Regions from separate parts of the Mus musculus genome. Here all the other regions are linked to region 6. A link is a contact called in public ChIA-PET, Hi-C, HiChIP or PLAC-seq, Micro-C and promoter capture Hi-C data. All regions are on one chromosome and are shown on one strand. The core of a region is the stretch at or near the end of the contact, and the rest is flanking DNA. Distances in the headings are between cores, read along the strand shown.

The links. Promoter capture Hi-C pulls out the DNA fragments that hold promoters and counts their contacts. A called contact is a pair of places that touch in the nucleus more often than the background predicts. ChIA-PET counts read pairs in DNA pulled down with a chosen protein or histone mark. HiChIP or PLAC-seq counts read pairs in DNA pulled down with a chosen protein or histone mark.
Region 1: an H3K27ac HiChIP or PLAC-seq map of epiblast stem cells shows a contact between it and region 6, with 3 times the contacts expected there. The contact joins the enhancer-like site here to the promoter of Ywhae in region 6. A contact is called at or near these places in 10 of 39 promoter capture datasets (the 3T3-L1 cell line, the C10 cell line, HPC-7-derived erythroid cells and 7 more) and 2 of 115 datasets of contacts at active chromatin or transcription factors (embryonic forebrain and epiblast stem cells).
Region 2: a contact with region 6 is called in an RNA polymerase II ChIA-PET map of memory CD8 T cells, with 47 read pairs. The contact joins the promoter of Timm22 here to the promoter of Ywhae in region 6. A contact is called at or near these places in 15 of 39 promoter capture datasets (the 3T3-L1 cell line, 3T3-L1-derived adipocytes, the C10 cell line and 10 more), 1 of 15 datasets of contacts at CTCF or cohesin (pro-B cells), 4 of 484 Hi-C or Micro-C datasets (B cells, the G1E-ER4 cell line, cortical neurons and 1 more), 19 of 115 datasets of contacts at active chromatin or transcription factors (the 230-238 cell line, the NIH/3T3 cell line, the SCID.adh cell line and 16 more) and 3 of 9 other capture datasets (adipose tissue, embryonic stem cells and liver).
Region 3: a contact with region 6 is called in a Hi-C map of regulatory T cells, with 6 times the contacts expected there. The contact joins the promoter of Hic1 here to the promoter of Ywhae in region 6. A contact is called at or near these places in 4 of 39 promoter capture datasets (hippocampal neurons, liver and pre-B cells), 3 of 484 Hi-C or Micro-C datasets (embryonic stem cells, hematopoietic stem and progenitor cells and regulatory T cells) and 2 of 115 datasets of contacts at active chromatin or transcription factors (memory CD8 T cells and pancreatic cancer cells).
Region 4: an H3K4me3 HiChIP or PLAC-seq map of embryonic forebrain shows a contact between it and region 6, with 2.4 times the contacts expected there. The contact joins the enhancer-like site here to the promoter of Ywhae in region 6. A contact is called at or near these places in 5 of 39 promoter capture datasets (the 3T3-L1 cell line, the C10 cell line, embryonic stem cells and 2 more), 4 of 115 datasets of contacts at active chromatin or transcription factors (embryonic forebrain, memory CD8 T cells, pancreatic cancer cells and 1 more) and 2 of 9 other capture datasets (liver and pancreatic islet).
Region 5: a Micro-C map of embryonic stem cells shows a contact between it and region 6, with 9 times the contacts expected there. The contact joins the promoter of Smg6 here to the promoter of Ywhae in region 6. A contact is called at or near these places in 3 of 39 promoter capture datasets (liver and pre-B cells) and 1 of 484 Hi-C or Micro-C datasets (embryonic stem cells).
Region 7: a contact with region 6 is called in a promoter capture Hi-C map of embryonic stem cells, with 3 times the contacts expected there. The contact joins the enhancer-like site here to the promoter of Ywhae in region 6. A contact is called at or near these places in 4 of 39 promoter capture datasets (the C10 cell line, HPC-7-derived erythroid cells, embryonic stem cells and 1 more), 1 of 484 Hi-C or Micro-C datasets (CD8 T cells), 6 of 115 datasets of contacts at active chromatin or transcription factors (effector CD8 T cells, embryonic forebrain, large pre-B cells and 3 more) and 2 of 9 other capture datasets (adipose tissue and liver).

The regions. Positions count from the first base shown.
Region 1 is chr11:76,428,891-76,431,590 of GRCm38.p6, reverse strand. The region is part of intron 16 of Abr (active BCR-related gene); the gene reads left to right. Among named protein-coding and RNA genes, the nearest start is that of Timm22, 23 kb to the right of the region's middle. Within about 2 kb of position 1,385, at least 56 of the 459 cell types and tissues checked have an H3K27ac peak or open chromatin away from gene starts, as enhancers often do. A contact at or near this core is called in epiblast stem cells, where this site is marked.
Region 2 is chr11:76,405,856-76,408,702 of GRCm38.p6, reverse strand. It overlaps Timm22 (translocase of inner mitochondrial membrane 22), which reads right to left and starts at 1,560. Exons shown (of 4, transcript NM_019818.5): 1 at 1,261-1,560. The coding sequence starts at 1,498.
Region 3 is chr11:75,168,886-75,171,660 of GRCm38.p6, reverse strand. Hic1 (hypermethylated in cancer 1) reads left to right here and starts at 1,406. Exons shown (of 2, transcript NM_010430.2): 1 at 1,406-2,658. The coding sequence starts at 2,142.
Region 4 is chr11:76,448,687-76,451,386 of GRCm38.p6, reverse strand. The region is part of intron 16 of Abr (active BCR-related gene); the gene reads left to right. Among named protein-coding and RNA genes, the nearest start is that of Timm22, 43 kb to the right of the region's middle. Within about 2 kb of position 1,331, at least 91 of the 459 cell types and tissues checked have an H3K27ac peak or open chromatin away from gene starts, as enhancers often do. A contact at or near this core is called in embryonic forebrain, pancreatic islet and stem cell-derived neural progenitor cells, where this site is marked.
Region 5 is chr11:74,924,482-74,927,276 of GRCm38.p6, reverse strand. It overlaps Smg6 (Smg-6 homolog, nonsense mediated mRNA decay factor (C. elegans)), which reads right to left and starts at 1,423. Exons shown (of 19, transcript NM_001002764.2): 1 at 1,274-1,423. The coding sequence starts at 1,361. It overlaps Srr (serine racemase), which reads left to right and starts at 1,329. Exons shown (of 9, transcript NM_013761.5): 1 at 1,329-1,658.
Region 6 is chr11:75,731,619-75,734,318 of GRCm38.p6, reverse strand. It overlaps Ywhae (tyrosine 3-monooxygenase/tryptophan 5-monooxygenase activation protein, epsilon polypeptide), which reads right to left and starts at 1,432. Exons shown (of 6, transcript NM_009536.4): 1 at 1,228-1,432. The coding sequence starts at 1,291.
Region 7 is chr11:76,481,924-76,484,732 of GRCm38.p6, reverse strand. All of the region lies in intron 3 of Abr (active BCR-related gene), which reads left to right. Among named protein-coding and RNA genes, the nearest start is that of Timm22, 76 kb to the right of the region's middle. Within about 2 kb of position 1,377, at least 152 of the 459 cell types and tissues checked have an H3K27ac peak or open chromatin away from gene starts, as enhancers often do. A contact at or near this core is called in CD8 T cells, adipose tissue, embryonic stem cells and 2 more, where this site is marked.

The DNA of each region.
Region 1 (2,700 bases), core at 136-2,635, 700 kb before region 6:
ACAAAAGATCTGGGGACAGTGAAGTCCAGACAAAGGAGCCTACGTGGCAGAAGCTCTAGGAGAGGTGTGTTCAAGAGCAGAAGGCCATGCAGAGTGGAGGGGACAAAGTGGAAGGCATAAGGACTGGTCAGCATCAAGAAGGAAGCCATTAGAGCCTTTCGGCACAATTTCATAGTGTTGATGTGTCTTGAGCATGACCTGGGTACCGGGCATCAGTCTGTGAGGCAAGTGCTAGTGCCATTTTATATACGAGGGAATGGAAGCTTAGAGAGTGACCCAGATGATGTTACATGGTGCTTAGCAAAGGAGCTGGTTCTTAAATCCAGACAGCTTGGACCCTATATATAGGCTCTCACTCTACCAGCTGCCTCACTTACATGGCCTCTGAGGAGAAGCCCAGCACTTGCTCAGGCCCTGAGGCTGTTTCTCAGAAATCCATTTGTCAGGGTTGTGTGGTCAGTGGATAACCTAGATAGGAACTCATGGAAGCTCCAGGTTCCTACCCAGCTGCCTCGTGGATAGGGTATGCCACCTGGCCCAGGACACTGTGTCTCAAAGGGCATAGGGATGCTGTTGATAATGTGTGTGGACATGAGACTCAGAGCAGATGCAAGGCTTGGGGGGTGAGTCTGCTCAGAGCTATACAGTAAATTGCCAGTATCCCCATATTCACTAGCAGTGGGATCTCTACCTAGATCTTCCTGGCCAGTGTGGGAGGTAAAGTCAGTTTCAGAAAAGGATTTTATGTTCTTTTTTTTTTTTTTTTTTCAAGACAGGGTTTCTCTGTATAGCCCTTGCTGTCCTGGAACTCACTCTGTGGACCAGGCTGGCCTGGAACTCTGAAATCCGCCTGCCTCTGCCTCCCGAGTGCTGGGATTAAGAGGCGTGTGCCACCATGCCCGGCTCAGATTTTATAATTCTTATCAAACTGTTGCAAGTCAAGGCCTTTGAGCCTGTGGTGGTCTTCTAGACCCTTCACATTCCAGTAGCAGCCAGGATGGAAGGATCCTGGAATGCCTACTGCCTCAGGCAGCTGAGGTCTGCCTCTGCTGCTCTGGCCTTGGCCATCTCCAGACTGGGCTGTTGCCCCTGCCCTTGCTACCGCCCTGCTGACCCCAGCATGGCCCTGGGCAAAGGCAGGGTAAAATACTTGCTTTTCACTTGCAGCTCGGCCCTACAGTAAAATCCCCAGGCTGGGGAAGGCCTTGGCAGAGCCGCAGGGTTGGGGAGAGATGAAGGCCAGAAGCAGTCCAGTTTTGAGTTTTGTCTGTCTCTCCTTAAAGTTCAGCCATGCCCAGCCAGAGCCCATGAGTGTGGTCTACTCAGTATAGGCCGAGGCCCTGGATGGAGCGCTGGAAAAGGCAGGTTGCTGTGGAGCTAAGAAGCTAACCTGGCTTCAATAAAAGCCTCATCCAGAGCTGCTAAACCCCTTCCATATGTGGACCTTGGGAACTTGAGAGTTCTTGAGAGGGGGAGGGGAAGGGAGCAGAGGCAAAGGGGCCTCACCCGGGTGTCTTAGAGTAGGGAGTCAGCCTAGCCCATCTGTGGCTGGTTTGGGAGGAGAGGGGTAAACTGCAGCCACAGAGTACCTTCAGGGCAGCCTGGCTGGCCCTGCTTGCTGTACCTGTTCCAGGGGCAGAGGGCTAGAAAGTCAGAGCTGGCTGGGCTTTTACAGTAAGGCTGCCAGGCCACTGGAAAGATGAGGTGACAATTTCCTGATCCTGACCCTGGTCTTTTCTGACCCAGTTGCTGAGCTGGAACGCAGGATGGAGGCCTGTTCCTCTGCCCTTCCCTGAGCTCAGCAGCCACGTTGACAGAATCTTAAGTGCCCTGTTGCAGGAAGGCGAGGCAGTCTCTTGGCAGATCCCTTTTCAGACTGCCTGCCCTGCTGTGCCTCTCAGGCCTGTGGCGTGTCCCAGTGACAGGCTGGCTTCGTTTCCCAGAGGATACAACCCTAAGCCTGTGACTACTTGGGAAGACAAGCTAAAGCAACCCAAGATCACCACCGTGGCCCTTGGTATCCGAGTCCTAGGAATCCTACCCACAGCACACATGGTACCTAACTGGGTAGAGGATCTCCAGGAGCATCCAGACTCCAGGCTACCTTTCGTTTGGAACCTATCAGCAGTGTGTTTTACTGAGGCCCTTGAGTCATGTGACGCCCCTGTGTGGCCTCTTAGCACAGCAGCTTTAGCACGCTGGATTTAAAGAACATTTATTAAAGAACATTTCACTTTTATAAATCTCTAAAACAAGCTGTAGACTTTGAAGAGAGACAGGCTAAGGAGAGTCTGTACCTTTCCAGAAGAGGGCAGTGGCGGGTCTCAGTCTCAGCAGGCCAAAGGCAGAGTAGACTAGGAATGGTAGGCTGGTAGGAGCAGCTGCAGAGGGCAGGAAGTCAGGGGCTTGTACAGGAGGCTGAGCTCCTCCCAGCCTCTGCCCTGCAGTGCTGTGGCAGCGGTAGAGGGGGTATCCTAAGAAAGGGGGTTTCACTTTCAAAGGTGGGGGCCTGGAGCCCTGCTGAGCATTGTCATTGGTGGTGTGTGTCACCCACTGAGCCACTGGGTGTATCCCAGGGCACTGTGTGCTGAAGAATGCTCTTACCTCTGTCTCTCTCTCCACTGAGACCAGGGGGTGGCTGGTTTTGACTTTGTCCCCAGCTGCTCATAGGCAGGTAGGCCTCTTAGTGAAGATTGAACA
Region 2 (2,847 bases), core at 311-2,810, 670 kb before region 6:
TTCTACATGATGCCTTCTTAGGATGATCACCTCAAGACCAGCTCAGGGAAGCCAGATACCTCCTCTCCCAGAATTTCTTGCTTTCCAATCACTCTAGCTCCCAAACTCTCTTTCTACTACATTTTTTGAAACTTTGTTTTGTTTGGTTGTTTGGGGTTTTTTTGGCTTGCTTGTTTATTTTGATTTTTTGAGTTAGTGTCTCTATTATGGAGCCCGGGCTGTCCTGGAATTCACTATATAAACTAGGCTGACCTGGAACTCTGAGATCTGACTGCCTCTTCCTCCCTGCTTTGTTTGTTTGTTTGTTTGTTTTTCCAGACAGGGTTTCTCTGTGTAGCCCTGGCTGTCCTAGAACTCACTCTGTAGACCAGGCTGGCCTTGAACTCAGAAATCCACCTGCCTCTGCCTCCCAAGTGCTGGGATTAAAGGCGTGTGCCACCACTGCCCGGCTAATGTTTTTCATTTGTAATGAAATTTGAATTCATCTACAAATATACCTAACCTTTTCACCTGCACGTTTTAAATATGCTGTACATTCTCAAATCCTCAAAACGTGAATGTGTGTGTGTGTGTGTGTGTGTGTGTGTGTGTGTGTGTTGGGGGTTGTTAATGTCTATCCCAGCCCCACCCCGTCTGTTTTAAATATGCTGTACATTCTCAAATCCTCAAAATGTGAATGTGTGTGTGTGTGTGTGTGTGTGTTGGGGGTTGTTAATGTCTATCCCAGCCCCACCCCGTCTGTCTAATCATACTGGTCTTCATTGTTTTTTGTTTTATTTTGAGACAGGGTGTCTCTATGTAGCTCTGTCTGTCTGCCTGTCTGTCTCAGCCCCTCCCCCCACCCCACCCCCACCCCCGTGGCCTGGGCCGCCACCACCCAGCAATAATTTCCAAGCTCCAAACTTCTGCCTTAAGGACAATTTTGCAACTCCCTATGTGTCTACAGCATTCTCTCTGGGTCCTAATATTAGACCTTCAGGGCTCCTGTCCGCTCATGACAGTTACATAGTAACAACATGTTGAATGAATGAATGAAATGACAAACAAACGAACGACAGAAAGCAACTACTTAGGATCCTGCATACCCTGACTGTTAACCCCAGGGTCAAGAGAGACATCTCCGGGTTCAAGGAGCAAGTCCGGGTGCAATCAAGGTCGACACCTACAGGTTCCTTGCCTCCTAAACGCGTTGTCTTGATAAGGAATCCTAAGGCTCTTCAAGCCCTCAGCATCCCAAGGGCCCCTCGAGCCTCGTCTCACCTCCTACACAGGCCAGCACAGCCTTGAAGGCGCAACTTTCCATTGCCCTCTCGATCATCTTCTGCTCCTCGCTCTTGGCAGGACTCGGGATCCCGCCCAGGCTGCCAGGCTCCAGAAGCCGGGGCTGACGCTTGTCGCCCACCAGGTACTGAAGAAGAAGGCTGTACTGCAACGGAGCTTCGGCAGAACCCGCTGCCTCAGGAGCTGAACCCCCGGCCTTGGGGGCGGTAGCCGCCATGACCGTAGGGGCTCTAGTACCTTTCACTTCGTATTTCCCACAGCCGATTCCACACGCTTACCTAGGCGTCCAGCCAGAGTGACGACAACGGCAGATTCGCCACACTGAAGAAGGTGTAGAAGCAAAGTCTGCCTATGCATCAGCGTCGAGGGAGCTATCGTGCTTCCTCAACGCCTCTTTAAACAGCTGCCAAGTTTGTAAGACATTGCTAAAAGCAATCAGACAAGACTCAATATCTCAAGAACACCCCTCAACTAGGGGCCCCATTGCGGTGCGTGCCGGGATTTGTAGTTCTAACTCGAACATCTGACTACACTTCCCAGAAAGCCGTGCGTGCTCACTGGACATGCTACTTCCTTTGAAAACTCTTGAGAAGCCGCTGAAGAGCGGTCGGGCTCCTGTTAGGCTGCAGTTCGTTGAGCTTGCAGCAGGGGACGCGCGTGTCTGCTTTGTTTCTAAGCCATGCAGCAGTGATGCAGCTACCTGATTCACTAGAACCACAGGCTGGTTGGTATTCTGAGATCGAATGTACGCGCTTTGTAAGTAAGTGTTGAAACATGGCATACATATGTTCTAAATGTATTTTATTACATAGTTATTAAGCCTTTAAGGAATAAAGAAGGAGGCCAACAAATGAACTGAGTGGTGGTCTAGCAAGCCTTAAATCAGTTAAATCAGTTAGGCAGAGGCAGGCAGATCTTTGAGTTTGAAGCCAGCCTGGTCTATAGAGTGAGTTCCAGGGCAGCCATGGCTACGCAGAGAAACTATGCTTAAGAAAAGAGAGAGAGAGAGAGAGAGAGAGAGAGAGAGAGAGAGAGAGCGAGCAAGCTGAGTATAGAGTATTATATACATACTAGTTGCATACAACTATGGTTAACAATGGAAAAACGTCACAGCCCTATGGCTGGTAGAAGGTATGTGCCAACAGATACTGCTTAGCTGACCGGTTTGTTGTACACAGTGGGTACTGGACAAGTGACTTTATTTTTAGATTTTATTTATTTTAAATTAATTCAAACGAGTCTTTACCTGAATGTATGTCTGTGGACCGAGTACACGTAGTACCTGGGAGGCCAGCAAATGGCATTAGATCTCCTGGGACTGGAGTTAACAGATGGCTGTGAGCCATCATATAGGTGCTGAGAATTGAACCCAGGAACTCTGGAAAACAGCCAGCCCTCTCAACTCCTGATCCATTTCTCCAGATCCTGGACAGATGACTTTGCAATTAAGGGGCTTTGATTAATGTCCTCCAACAGCAGAGAGTAACTAGGAGCTACAGGTGAAGTTAGAACTTCTTTCACACACACACACACACACACACACACACACACACACACACACACACA
Region 3 (2,775 bases), core at 157-2,656, 560 kb after region 6:
TGGGGTGGAATAGGCATAGGCAGAGCCTGTAAGAGAGAAAATGAGACTAAGGGGGCTCAATAGCTTGGCAGAGGGTGTGTGTAGCTGGGACTCCTTTCTAAAGGAGTCAGAATAGACTAAAGGCAAATACGATATGGAACAGGTCCTCCAAAACAGCCCGATTCTGTCTCCGGGCTCTAAATGGGGTCGTCATGCGTTCACGGAGAGGAGGAAGCTGCACCAGGATGACCAGAGGAGCTCAGGAAGAAGGGGAAAGCAAAGTTAAGAGGAGGGGCATGGTGGTGCGCATCCTTGTACGTGGGAAGTAGACGCCTTTGTGAGTTCGAGGCTAGCCGTAGACTTGAAACTGTGGTGGTGGTGGTGGTGGGGCGTGGAGGAGAGGAGAGGAGAGAAGGGGAGGGGAGGGGAGGGGAGTACACAGTGAAACTTGGGCAAGGTTTATGTGGTTGGCCCCATAGCGATACAACAAGGGCTTGAGTCGGTGGAGAGGGATAGAACAAGAAGGAACTGAAGACCCAGCCGACCTCCTTATGGGTCAACCAGCGGATAAACTCCATTGTGTAAAACACATACAGAGCTTTCTCTCCAGACTCGCACGATCTAACCCCATTAAAAGGAGAAAACATTTAAAACAGAGACATCAGAGACACCCTTGCTTGTGGGAGAACTCAGAGTTGTCAAAACTCATCCCTAAGAGCACTTCTGGGGAGCCTTCTTATCCTCAAACGCTCCGTTACACTTCCGCTTCAGCCCCAAGGCGTATCCCTCGACAGAGATACCAAGGTACCTCTTCACTTCTCCTAGAGCTCAGAAATTGTGGAGTCCACCGTGGGACTGCAGTGTTTGTCTTGTATGGACACTGTACGGAGATACGAAGTAGTAAGTGGATTAGATGGAGGCGGAGCACACTGTCGCGGAAACCTGGTGAGCCTTGAAGACTCTTTGGACCAGAAGCCTAGGCCAGGCATAGAAGTCTCCTGCCAAAGAAACGCAGCCTCTAGGAGGCGCCCAAGACCTTGGTGTCTCACTGGTACAGCTAGAGGCCCGGCCGGCTGCCCCGGGCGAGTGACTCAGCCACTACCTCAAGCGGGGGAGTGGGGGCTCGAAGACAGCGTGGGGTGCGGCGAGCGTAGCCCCCACCCGCCCTGCGCCCCGCGCGGTTGCTAAGCTCTCCAAGGCCTCTGAGAGATGAGATCCCGGGAACCTCATTGGTTACCATAGTAACTCTGAGCCCCAGCCTCTCCGGCTTGGCCACGGAGGATGGCGCAGCCAATAAGAAGCTGTGGGCGGTTTGGGGGGACCCCCCCTATAGCGTGGGCGGGGGTCAGGAGGTGCGGGGAAGAGGCGGAGCGTGGGCCACGGAGGCGCGGTGCTTGCAACGGTGCTTATGCCTCCGCCCCGCTATGCAGGGACATTTCCGGTGAGCACCCAAGAGCTGGTGCACGCTCCCCTCCCTCCTAAAAGAGGAGTCACCAACATGAATGAGCTCTCCCTTGTGTGGCGTGTAGGATCTTTTTTTGAGGGGGTCTCAAGCCGCCCGTTCTCGTGATATCTCTCGAATGGTGTATTGGGGGGGGGCAAACTAAGATCCCTCAAAACTGCTTAGATGGGGGATTGGGGACTTGAGGGGCACGTCGCAAGGGGGCTCTGTCCAGCTATTTCCAATGGAGGGCTCTAGGGTCCTTCTGGAGACCCGCAAGTTCGGGGAGGGCTCTTTGGTAGGACCTCTACCCCGTTTCACGTAGTAGCCTCCGCAGTAGCCCAAGAAGTTGGGACTCCGGGAGGGGGTGGGCGGTCTGTGTAAACATGGCGCGCCCTTGTCACTGCTTGGACAGAGTTTGAGTGTGGACGGTTTATGATGTGCATACTGATAACATGTGTCTGAGGGAGAGTTGGAATGTGTCTCTCTCCACTGAGTCCAAGTGAATAATGGTGTTCAGAAATGTCTAATAAAAGCCGCCCCGCTCCTGCTCCGAACGTATGTACCTTCATCTCACTTAGGATTTCTAAGCTCGCCCTCTCACAGAATACTGTTCGTAGTGTTCCACCCCAACCCCTTTTCTAAGATAGGGTCTCAGGTAGTAGAGGCTGACCTTGAACTCCTGGTCCTCTTGCTTCCAACTCCTGGGTGCTATGCTAGGATGATTACAAGAATGCGCCACCATCCCTGGCTTAAGAGTTCCTCATTTGAAGACAGAACCTTCCCCTCCCCCCCCCCGAATTGGCGCGATATAACATATAAATATGTACTCGGGAGCACTCAGCACAAAACCCCCAGGTTTATGGGACTCCCAGGTCCGATATCTGAGTCTCCAGGTGGGCACATCTGGAAGCGCGCGAACCTGCAAGATCTGCTCAGCTCCGCATCTGCAAGCCTCTTGGCCCAGGTGTGCGCCAGAGGTCGCAGCCCAGCCGCACACAGTCCCCGCGTGGCCGCGAGGTGGCGCCATGGCCGCGGCAGCGTCTGCCGGTTCGGGCCGCTCCAGATAAGAGTGTGCGGAAAGCGCGGAGGGGCTGAGACGCGACCAGGACGCGGGGAGGACGGACCGGCAAGACAGACCGACCGGGGGCCCGGCGGGCGGAGGGCAGCGCACTGCAGCCACGTCCCCCCCTGGATCCGCCGGCAGCCGGGCCCGGGGCTTCCGACATGCCCCCCAGGTGGGTCCTCGAGTTGGCGACAGGGAAGGGCAAGGGACCCGGGACAATCTGGTCCTCGTGCGCCGGCTACCTCGGGAGCATCCTCAGGCGTGGGCGCCCGGGTCGCGGCTGGCGTTT
Region 4 (2,700 bases), core at 82-2,581, 720 kb before region 6:
GGAGGGGAGGGAAAGGATATCAACAGAGTCAGAGCCTCAGTGAGTGCACGTGTTTCAGTGTTTCCTGGTGCCCAGAAGATGGAAATGAGGGAAAGGGTCTGTGTGCACTTGTATCTCTGAGGCATTGTGCCAGTTTTGAAAAATGCTGCTATCTACTTATCTTCTCGAGAAAGCTTGAGGGATAATGTTTAGCATGGAGCCATTCACACTGCTGCTTGGCGCCTTGTGTGGCTCACCCTTAAGACACAGTGTGTGCAGATTCTGTGACCATGAACTTAAGGGAGATAATGACAAGGCTGGGTGGCAGGCATGGATGCTCTGGGTCTCTTAACTTTTGACCCCAACATGCATACCAAATTCATCCTGGGCAGGGAGTGTCACTCTTTTTCTGTTTTTTAAAGATTTTTTAAAAATTTTTATTTATATGAGTACACTGTAGCTGTCCTCAGACACACTCCAGAAGATTGCATCAGAACCCATTACAGATGGTTGTGAGACACCAAGTGGCTGCTGGGAATCGAACTCAGGACCCCAGGAAGAGCAGTCAGTGTTCTCAACTGCTGAGCCATCTCTCCAGCCCCATGTGTCACTCTTTTTTAATACTAGTTTTTATTTCATGTTTATGGGGATTTTGCCAGCATGCATGTGTATTCACTGCTTGTGTGACTGGTGCCGGCGGAACCAGAGAAGGTGTTGTACCCCCTGGTATTAGAGTTAAGGATGGAGGGTGCTAGAAACAAATCCTGGGTCCTCTAAGGGTTGTAACCACTGCGTTCTTTTTTAAGATAGTGTTGATTGTTCTCTGGTGTTTTACTTGGTGCCACTGGGAGGTGTGTGGGTATCCCCATCCCCCACCTGTCTTGGGTTCAGTATCTAAATAGAGGGGTGGTACCCTCCAGTCGAGGCCCAGCCATCTGCCTCATGTTCTTAAGCACAGCTTTCCTGATGCTGAGGGACCTGTACCCTGTTCATTGGTGCTGTCACCAGGGAGACAGTGCTGCTAGGCAACCACGTGCCAGCCCTTCATTGTTTCGGAAATAAGAATGACAGAAAGCTCTCTGAATCCAATCCCTGTCACATGTCCTCTTAAGTAGCAAAACCCTCACCTCTATGGCCTTGGTCAAGGCCCAAGCAATAAGCAGGGAACAAGTTCCAGGCTGGCCTGGCCAGCCTTGGCAGACAAGCAGCCAAGCGATGTAAGAAGCTGCCACGCTGCCTGGGCCATCGATGGCTGTAAAATGTAAGAGTGACCAGGGCAGCCAGCTCTGTGAGCACTACGGCCCCCTGCCTCTCTCCACTCAGATCCCAGGGCCAGGAGTCTCCCCCTGGATGGCAGGCAGCCCGGCTCCCTCTGCCCTCACGGTGCTGCTCAGGCCCAGAGGAAATACCATAAATCATCAGCTCTTGGAGACAGGAGCAGATGGAGGTCTCGGGGGAGGGGAGGCTGCCAGGTTGTATTTGGCAAAGCCGAAAGCACATTCTGCTAAGGAAAATGTTTCTGGTTTTAGCTTCGAAGAATGTTAAATGCCTGAGAGTTGATATTAAAAGAAACACAAACGTCCCAGCTGCCAGCCGACCGACCAGGCCAGTGAGTGGGCAGCTCAGAGCCCAGGGCCTCAGGAGGCCTTTGAAGTTCTCTAGCACTCAGCCTCCTGAGCACAACCCGGGCTATGAGCCATGGATTCACCTCACCATCTCCTGGGCACTGGGGAGGGGGTGACGTGGCTCTTAAAGCCCTGCACTGTAGCTACCTCAGAGCCACTGAGACAGCCAGGCTGGATGGATAGTCTGCACTGGACAGTCCCACATGGCCAGGCCCCACGGAGCTGTAGGACAGCCTGTTTCCATAGCTGCCACATGTTTAAGGTGTCTAGAGTTCTACCTAATTCTGCAACCCAGGTTGCTGCTTCCCTTCAGCGGGTCCTGAGAGCTTGGTGGGAGAGGAGGTAGGACCTAAGGGATGCTCAATGGGGTGGGGGTGGGGGGATGCCTCTACTCAGCCCAGCCTGGGATCAGTGAGGGGACCCGGAGTCTGAGCTCTAGGCGTTTGCTTCTGTGATGGGTTGCTCTCTTGTAGCCATGATGTAGGAGCGCATCTGAAAGTGGAGGCAGGGCTGTGTGTTATAATCAGTGCAGACAAATGGTAGCACTGGTCACTGCCATGTGTGTCCAGTATTTGTGCTCTGAGAAGCTCAGACCCAAGTGCTGTCTGATGTGATCCTGATACAGCTCTGCATGGAAGGTGACCCCTTTGTCCTGCTTCACAGATGGGACACTGAGCCCAAAGTGCCTCTGCTGACAGTATGCAGGGAATGCTATGCTGTCTCCTTGGTCCTCTGTATATCTTAGGCCTTCATCAAGAAGTCTTGCAGCCCAGGTTTGAAAGGCCTTGACGTGGCTAAAGGCCTGGTGATGGAGCTGGAGTCTTGCTGTCTGGCATAACAAGAGCCTCAGATTGCCATTGGTTGGAGTAGTGTCACCTCCGGATGCAAAACACTTTAGCATAGTGTGCCTAGAAAGAGGTAGAATGCATGGAAAAGAGCCAGGCAGGTTATAAATTTGGGGAGGGGGAAATTTACAGTGCCTCTGCAGTGAATGCACATAAGTGTAGGGTACCCTATCAGATTGAAGGGCTAGTATTGTACTACAGGCTACCAGACAGCAGCACAAGATGCTAGCACAATACTGATTAAGAAGCCC
Region 5 (2,795 bases), core at 174-2,673, 810 kb after region 6:
ACAGGAACTAGTGAGAATATTATCCAGTACTCAAGTTATATAAAATCCTAGTACAGAATTATAATGTATATACAAATGCAAACAAGCTGGTAGCCAAGTATTTATACACCTGCATCTATACCCACTTTTGTTTGGGGGATGGGGTGGGGGCGAAACTAAAATTTTAGGTTTCTGACTTGAAAGTTGGGTATGGTGGCATATGCATATAATTCCAGCACTCTGAAGGCTTCAGTCAGGAAAAGTATCCAAACTCAAGGCCAGGTTGGGTTACACAGTAAATTCAAGGCCAGTATTGGCTACAAGGTGAGACTTTGTCTCAAAAGAAAAACAAACACAAAATAAAAGATACTGCTGCCTTGGCAAAAGTTTAGCTTCTCCACCAAATGTGAACCAAGATAAAGCCGTTTAACCTCAGCACCCTGAGTAAACTTTTAAACTTAGTTTTGGGGCGGAGCCAGGAGAGGTGGTGACTACTATTTTCCAGAGGAGAGAGAGAAAACAGCCTGGTTAATCCAATTCAGTTGGCCAATAAAAACCAACCTCACAAATTCTAGCCACAATCCTAGAGAAGGTATCTTCTGTAACTGTCATCCTAAGCAACACTGGCTAATGAAGGAGACCAGACACCAAAATATTTCTCGCGCTTTTCTGATGCGAATGGAGACTGGCAAATTAAGCATTCTCTCTGATCACAACTGCTCCCACACACGCCAAGACCAAAACAAAACCGAGTCAGCTCTCTGAGGTCCTGGATCCCTCCAGTGGCCTAGCACTAGAAACCAGCCTTGGGGGGTGGGGGGGGGGGGTAAGTTCAGCAAAGGAAGTCCTAGCCTGTTAAGCCTTTCTCCTCAATTTCCCCAGCTCCTCCTCTCCGACGCGGAACGGAGGACTACGGAAAGGTACACATACACAGACTATTCTTTTGGGAACAATACGTCTCGGGGCCTCTACCGGACCCTAGCACCCAAGCCAGTTCGTGTCTCCTCCGGACTGGAACTCAGGCGCTGGCGTGAGAGGGTTAGGGCACCGGAGAACAACCACGGCGCCGCGCCGAGCAAGAGGGCGGAGGCTGAAACTCGCGCTTGGGCTCTGCCCCGAGGGCCCGAGGGAGCGGAGCGACAGCCTCGCTGTCTCCCAGGGGCCGCCGCAGGCCCGGGCGCACTGTTGGGGAAGGGGCGGGGGTTCGGAGCGCCGCGGACGGGGCGGGGAGGAGGCAGAGGAGAGGGAGGCGGGGCGGGCAGGCCCGGCCCAGCAGCTGGGCGGCGCAACTCACCTCTGCTCCCGGCCTGCGGAGCCAGAGTGGCCAGGATCCCTCGCAGTTCCGATGCGGAGATCCGCACACGCTCCAACCCCTCCGCCATCTTCGCGGCGGCTGCTACAGCTGCGGCGACTCGGCCACCGCCGCGCGCAGCCAGGAAACCACGACGGACGGGCGGCGCGCGCTCACCCACTCCCACCCTTTTCCCCGCCCCCCTCCTGCCTGCCCTCCCCAAACGACGGTGGCCGCACTGGGAGCAAAAGCATTCAGCACGTTCAACTAGGGCCTTGCCGGAGCGGGCGAATCGGCCGCGGAGACGGCGTGTGCGCGTGCGCAGAGGTGTAAAGCTAGGACGGTCCGCCGAGGCTCGGAGGTGGAGGCGCAGCGCTCTGGAGGCGAGGTGAGGCGCAGCCAGGTGTGACTCGCCCATGTCAGGTGGGCATTCGGGTCTAGGGATGCCAGTATTGCTGCGGTGACCACCGAGGACACTGCTTTTGATCTGGGGCTCGGATTGACGGAGACATCCTACAACCCGGCCTCCTCCGATCATTTTAGGCCGAAGTCTCCTTACCGTAGGCCTGGATTGTGGAGTTTAAATATCTTTTATTATTATCCCCATTACTGGTAAACGGAATCTCAGAGAGTGGAAGAAGTAAATTGCTCCGTGTATCGTTTGATTGTACCAGAGTACTAAAGTCTATGACAGTTCATCCCTAAGACTTGCTGGAGGTCGTTGTGTGGAGGTAAAAAAAGAAGGAAATTATTCGATCTGGGAATTACTGTTAGCATTGAGAATTTTTTAAAATTACTTTTTTAGTACTCAAGTCAATTCTCCCATCTTTACATCTTTAAATTTTTACTGATGCTGGTAAAAATAGCTCATTCTTATATTCACGGTACTTCAAAGGCTGTGGTGGGAGCATTGCAAGTTCAAGCCTGGGCAACATAGCACATTTGAGGCTAATCAAGGCAACATATTAGAAGACCTTGTCCCCCAAAAAGGAAGCAAAAAGTTAATTAGACTAGAAGATGGGTACTTTAAGCTCATTGACCATTAACTCCTATTAGAAACGGTGGGGTGGAGAAACTTCCTATCCAAAGACTGCCTTTCTCCAGTCTTTCCTTCTTCCCTGTCTCACACAGTCATTGACCCTTTAGACCTCAAAAAGTAATAACCAGTTATGCCTTGATCATAGTATAAAATATTTGATAGTACTCATACAGTTCCTGTTATGTGACAGATATTTCACCATCAAAAGAGAAAAATGCCGGGCGCACGCCTTTAATCCCGCACTGGGGGAGGAGGGGCCGGCAGAGGCAGGCGGATTTCTGAGTTCGAGGCCATCCTGGTCTACAAAGTGAGTTCCAGGACAGCCAGGGCTATACAGAAAAACCCTGTCTCGAAAAACCAAAAAAGAGAGAGAGAGAGAGAGAGAAAGACAATGACTGAGAAATAGTCAACAGCTCAAATGAATGGGTATAATTAATTAGAGTGGCCAGAACAAATGGCAGTTTTTGTCAAAAGATTTGAGAGGAA
Region 6 (2,700 bases), core at 183-2,682:
TCTTGCTTGCATGCAATCCTGGGTTTGAGCCCCAATCATGTAACAATGAAATCATAAAACAGAAAAACTACAATCTTCTACATTCCTAATTCAAACTCCCCAAGCCTCAACTGAGTGCTCAAAATAGGTAAAGCTCCCCAAGCCAAGGAAGAGCATGCATTCCACCCGAACTTGGGTTGTCAACCCAAAGTGCTACTAAACATTATTTGAATTAACCATTTCTCAGCAGGTCTTTCCATACTTCATAATGACGAGTGTGAATAGTACAGTCGTCAATTTTACAAACGGGTAAACTGAGGCACTGACTCTGCAAAGGGAAATTCGTACTAAGGAATCCTGGCAAGCCTGGTCTCCTGTATTCTAGCCATCAGAACTCCGTGCCTATGAAGGATGGGGACAGAAGGGGGAAAAAAAAAACCCGCAGCAACTTTAGGATATCCTGGGTAAGAACAAACGGGGTAGGAGTGAGGTTCTGCACCTCCCCGGAAGAAGGCGAGGCTAAAAAGCCCCCCAAACTCTCAACTCCAAGGTGTGTCGGCCCAAAGGAAGAAATCCAATCGCAGCATCTCAGCTCGCCTCCACCCAAGGAGGGAGGCTCTGCAGTGATTTCCAAACACTCCACCCTCACCAGAAGACTCCTCTCCACCGCCGGCCCCGAGAAGCCGTCCGTTCCAGAGGCTTCTCCTTTGTGAGGCTCCACGGCCGCCGCCCCACACTGGGCCTCAGGGGAAAAGCCACCGCCCCCACCCGCCATATTTCCCCGAAAGGCGCCTAGCGCTACAGCTCCTCGATGCCGCCCTCTCCCGAGCGACCGGTACCGTTCCTCACATCGCCCCACCCAAGTGTCCTCCTCCACACCCCGCCGCGGTTCCCGAGGGCTCCCGTGGGGATCGCACGCCGGGAGCCGGCACCCGCCATCTCCTCCCCCCTCCCCCGCCCGGGGACTCGCCCTCCCCCTCCAGCCGCCATTTTACAACCAACTCCTCCACCCTCCGCCCCGGCCTGCTGGCGGGCGAGCGCCTGCAAGCTAAGGACACCGGAGGGGTCAAATCCCTAGGCCCGGGGACTCCCACCGCGCCGGGAGCCCGCAGGCCTCGGCCTGCTTCCCGACCCACGTCCCAAGCCGGGCTCCGAGACGGCTCCGCCATTTTGTCTCCGGTTCCCGGCCTCTGTGGGCGGCGGCGGAGGGTCCGAGACTTCCAGCCCCCCGACACCCCCCCGACTCACCGTCGTATCGCTCGGCCTGCTCTGCCAGCTTCGCCTGGTACACCAGATCCTCCCGATCATCCATTGCGGCAGCGGCTCCGGCAGGGTCTGCGCGACGGATGGAAGCGGATAGCGTCTCCGACTCTCTCAGCTTCTCGCTCCGCGTCCGAGCAGGAAAAATGGCGGCGCCTCAATCCGGGACTTCCGCCTGCGCACGCGGACAACTGCTCAGCTCTATGGCAACCGCTCCCTGGCAACTGGCGCGGGGGGGGGGGGGGGCGGATCCCGGAGTTCGGCGCCAGAAAAGGCTGGAACCAGCGCGACAGACGCCCCTCCTCCGTCGGCACAGCGGGCGGCCCTGTGGCGAGGCGGGAACTGCGACTGCGACGGAGAACGGCCCCTGGAGCGGCTGGAGGCGAGGTCGGCCTAGACTGCGGGAGGGGAGTTAGCCAGAAGCCCGTGCGGGGCGACCGCGGGCTGGCCTGTGGGGGACAGAGCGACAGGCTTGATGGGTTCTTGCTACGGCAGGCCTTCCTCGTTGAAGATCAACCGGCCCTGTGCATTCTAGCACATTTTTCTCATCCAATTTAAAGAATTGACAAGGACAAGAAGGGAAAGCTCGAGTTTTCACGCATCATCATCTCCCTTGCTTCCATACTTTAAGCATTTTCTTCTCCCCTCCAGCCATATTTTATCTCTTTGGCCTATCGTAGATAGGACTTTTGTTTAAAATCTCTGGTTTTGCTTCAAGCATAGGTGAGTGTGTTTAATTCCAACACTAGTGAGGTAGAGGCGCAAGGATCGAGTTTGGATCAAGTCCCATCTACAAAGCAAATTCCAGGTCAGCCAGGGCTACATTGTGAAACCCCCATCTCAAAAAAAAAAAAAAGGAAAGAAAGAAAAAAGAAAAAGTGGTCAATCTCAGCTAGTTAAGGGAAACCCTCACTCGAGGGAAAAAGGAGACATAGTGGCTTGCCTCACTTGGAGTGCAAGGTGCACCTGAGGTGTGTAAGGGCAAATTGACATTGATGAGTTAGAAATAAATAATCCTCCATGGGGATTGCTTCACTTGCAATGGCCACGCCTAGTCTGCTTCCTTATGGATTTTCAACATCTTATACTCAATATCAGCTTGCTGCTGAGCCATGCAGAAAAAGGGCCTCAAAATGAGTGTGAAATCAAAAGGTTGGGATCAAGGCCTGAGGTCACACGCCCAGAGGTTTGCATCTTAGTCTGTGAACGGACAGGAATTGTTTTGTCCAAACGCTGGAGACTGACCCCCACAGCTTCCACCGTGTGTTTTGCCACTGAGTTATAGTCCTATCTGGGCAAGCTGTTTTGATGATTCTGAGTGGAAGGTGACATCGTCATAATTGTACTTAAGAAAAGTATTCCGTACTTACTGAAGCGGTGGTTCACGCCTGTAATTCCAGCACTGTGGAAGCAGAGACAAGGATTGCCACAAGTTCCAGGCCATCCTGGACTAAAAATACC
Region 7 (2,809 bases), core at 128-2,627, 750 kb before region 6:
TTCAAGACCCATAATGGATGCCTGCAATGCCTTGGATAGTACTGAATCCTAGATATACTGTGTTTATTATTATTAAGAATACAAACTTATAGACAAATTAGGTACAATAAGATATTAACAATAATGAACATGCGCGATGGTGGCCATATACCATAATGAAAGTCGTGTAGCAAAGTCATGTAACATGGCCTCTGGCCTCTGCCTTGAAGAGTGCAGACACACTGTTTTCAGAGCATGGATAACCATAGGTAGCTGATGGTAGCAAGAGAGTTGGTACCTTCCCGCTTTGGGTTGATCCTTTGGGACCCAGTACTGTACAGGCTACTAAAGATAAAAGGCAGACAGGCCTGGGGTGTGCTGTAACCAAAACTGCATCACTGGCAGAATGCAGATCTGAAAGGGACCAGATGCCTGACTGAGAGCCCCACTTCACACCTTGCCTTCATGAAGTGAGACGATCGTGCCATACCTCATTTTTTCCATCTATAGGCTGGGTTCACAAGTAGTACTCTCTGTGTGGGACTGTTGCAAAGATAGTGAATTGTATTCAGCTCTTGGGAAGGGCCTCAGTGTTACCTGGCATTTTTACTGTTTCCTCCTGAGCTGAGCAGAGACAGATTTAGGCTCCTGTGTTCCTTTTGGTTTTGTTTTGAGAGTTTGGTTTTGTTTTGGGTCTTGCTATGTAGATCAGCCTGAGCCCAGACTTGGAACTGTCTTCTTGCTTTTGCTTCTTGTGTTCTTGGTGACAGTGGGTTTGAAAATCAGTGTCTTGCCAAGTATAGTGGTTTATGCCTATAATCTCAGCAGCAAGCTTCAGGCTTTTGTGTTCTTGTCAGTACCCCTCCCCCAGATACCCCAAAGAAGGAGGAGGAGGTACCCCTGAGCTGCGACACGCCTCTCACATTCCATTTTCCTTCATCAGATGTTCTCCTCTGGACAGAGATAGATTTAGGAACCAGGGCAGAGCTTCCCTGATGTGCCTTCCTAAAGAGCTTCTACCCCACAGGCACAACTGTGTGATCGCATCCACACACTCACACACACACCCTACCACTCCCAACTTGTTCACTCTGGCCTCTCAGAAGGAAGAGAGGCTGGTAGGAAGGTTTGTTGCTGGAAGGCCTAGGGAGGGGGTGGGGCTGGACCCTCCCCAGCCTCCGGCTCAGAGGATAAAGCTCAAAGATAAGGACTCAATCCCTCCCTCCGCTTATCAGGAGCCCTCCTGAGGCCCAGCTCTGCTTTTCCTGGGTGGTCCAGCTTAGAGGTGAAACTGTTTCTCTGGCTTTCTCCCCCACTGTCTCCTAACAACAGATCCCTTATCCCCCAGGGAGTGACTTAAAAATGGAAATTGACTTCTCAGTGCAAAGTGTCTCTTTTCTCCTCAGTACTTCCTGGTATGCAAAGGACTAGGCCTATGTACTTAAGACTGTACACACTGGCAGAAACATTGCACAGACAGGAAAGCCACATAGGGGCCTCTGTTCCCCGGCCAGCACCCAGGGGCCAGGTTTAGTAACTTTCTGGAAGGAATAGTGAGCTTCTGTAACTCCTGGGGTCTGAGAGCTCAGCTTTAGGGGCTGGGGCTCTAAAAGAAAGAGAACTAAATGGGCTGTAGCTCTGCACAGGCACCGAGTGAGTAAGTGTGGATTGTTGCCTACAGCCCATCCCACCTTGGGGTCATAGTTTGCCACAGCTAGCCCAATTGCCACCTTCTCTTAGCCTTTCACTGTGGCTGTTTCTGTCGGAGTTCATAGTCCTAGGGCACCTCAGCTTGCTTGTTTATGTGATAGGTTAACTACACCTCCTCTGTGAGCGCCAAGAAGTAACCAGGGCTGCGATAGTAAATGTGCCTGACAGGGCCAAGCCTTCAGGGGTAGGAGGTAGAGGAAGTGGGCAGATTTCTTTCCCCTGTTTCGAAAGGCTACTTTGCTAGAGGACACGGCAGACATGACTGTGTGAGGGCAGAACTGGCTAACTCCCACCTTTAAGTGAAGCTCCCAGGGTGGGAGTTGAGACCACCCAGGGGTTCTCTGTAAGAATTCTTTTGACAGCTTCTCTCTAATCCTTGCCATAAGCTGGACCAGGGAGGAGGACGGAGGTAGCTGATGTGCTAGCTCCCTGGTCCTAATATCAATGTTGGCTCAAGCTCAGTGAGAGGAGCCTGGCCTTTGAGCCTGTATGTGAGTCTTCAGATAAAAAGTAACTTACTAAGGACCAGCCAGACCATCCCCCTTCACCATGGATAATGGAGATGAGAGCAAAAAAGTCAGTCCTTCATCTGGTGAGAAAGTTTCAGGCAGGCTGGCCCATGTGACTGGCCCTGGTGAGAGCGCTTTTCTTCCCCTTTCACAGACAGTGGGAAGTTCAGGAGGAAGCAGGGCTGTTGGGCCTGTCTCGGCGGAGGTTGACCAGTGTGTGCTTCCCCAGCAGTCGCTTCTGAGAAGTCTCGGCCTTCCCAGAGCTGTTCTCCTCTTTCCTTTATGCCCTCCACCTGGGGATTGTGCCAAGGCACAGGATGAGTGGCTTTGGGGCTCCAAGGCAATTTGTACCTGTCCATTGGATTAGATGGAGATGTTATGTCACATCTGAAGGGAAGTCCCCTGTATCCTTTCACCTGGGCATGGGAGCACGCTGTGCCTTCCTCCTAGTTCCTCCTGCTGCCTTGCCTGTGTGACCCCGCAGCTCTCCTCCTGCTCAGATCTCACCAGCTTCAAGGCCCCATTACTTTAACTGGTACCTCCTCCACAAAGCCTTTCCTTAGCTGCTCCAGTACATCCAAGTTGGGAAATGTCCGGCTTCATGCTGGCCA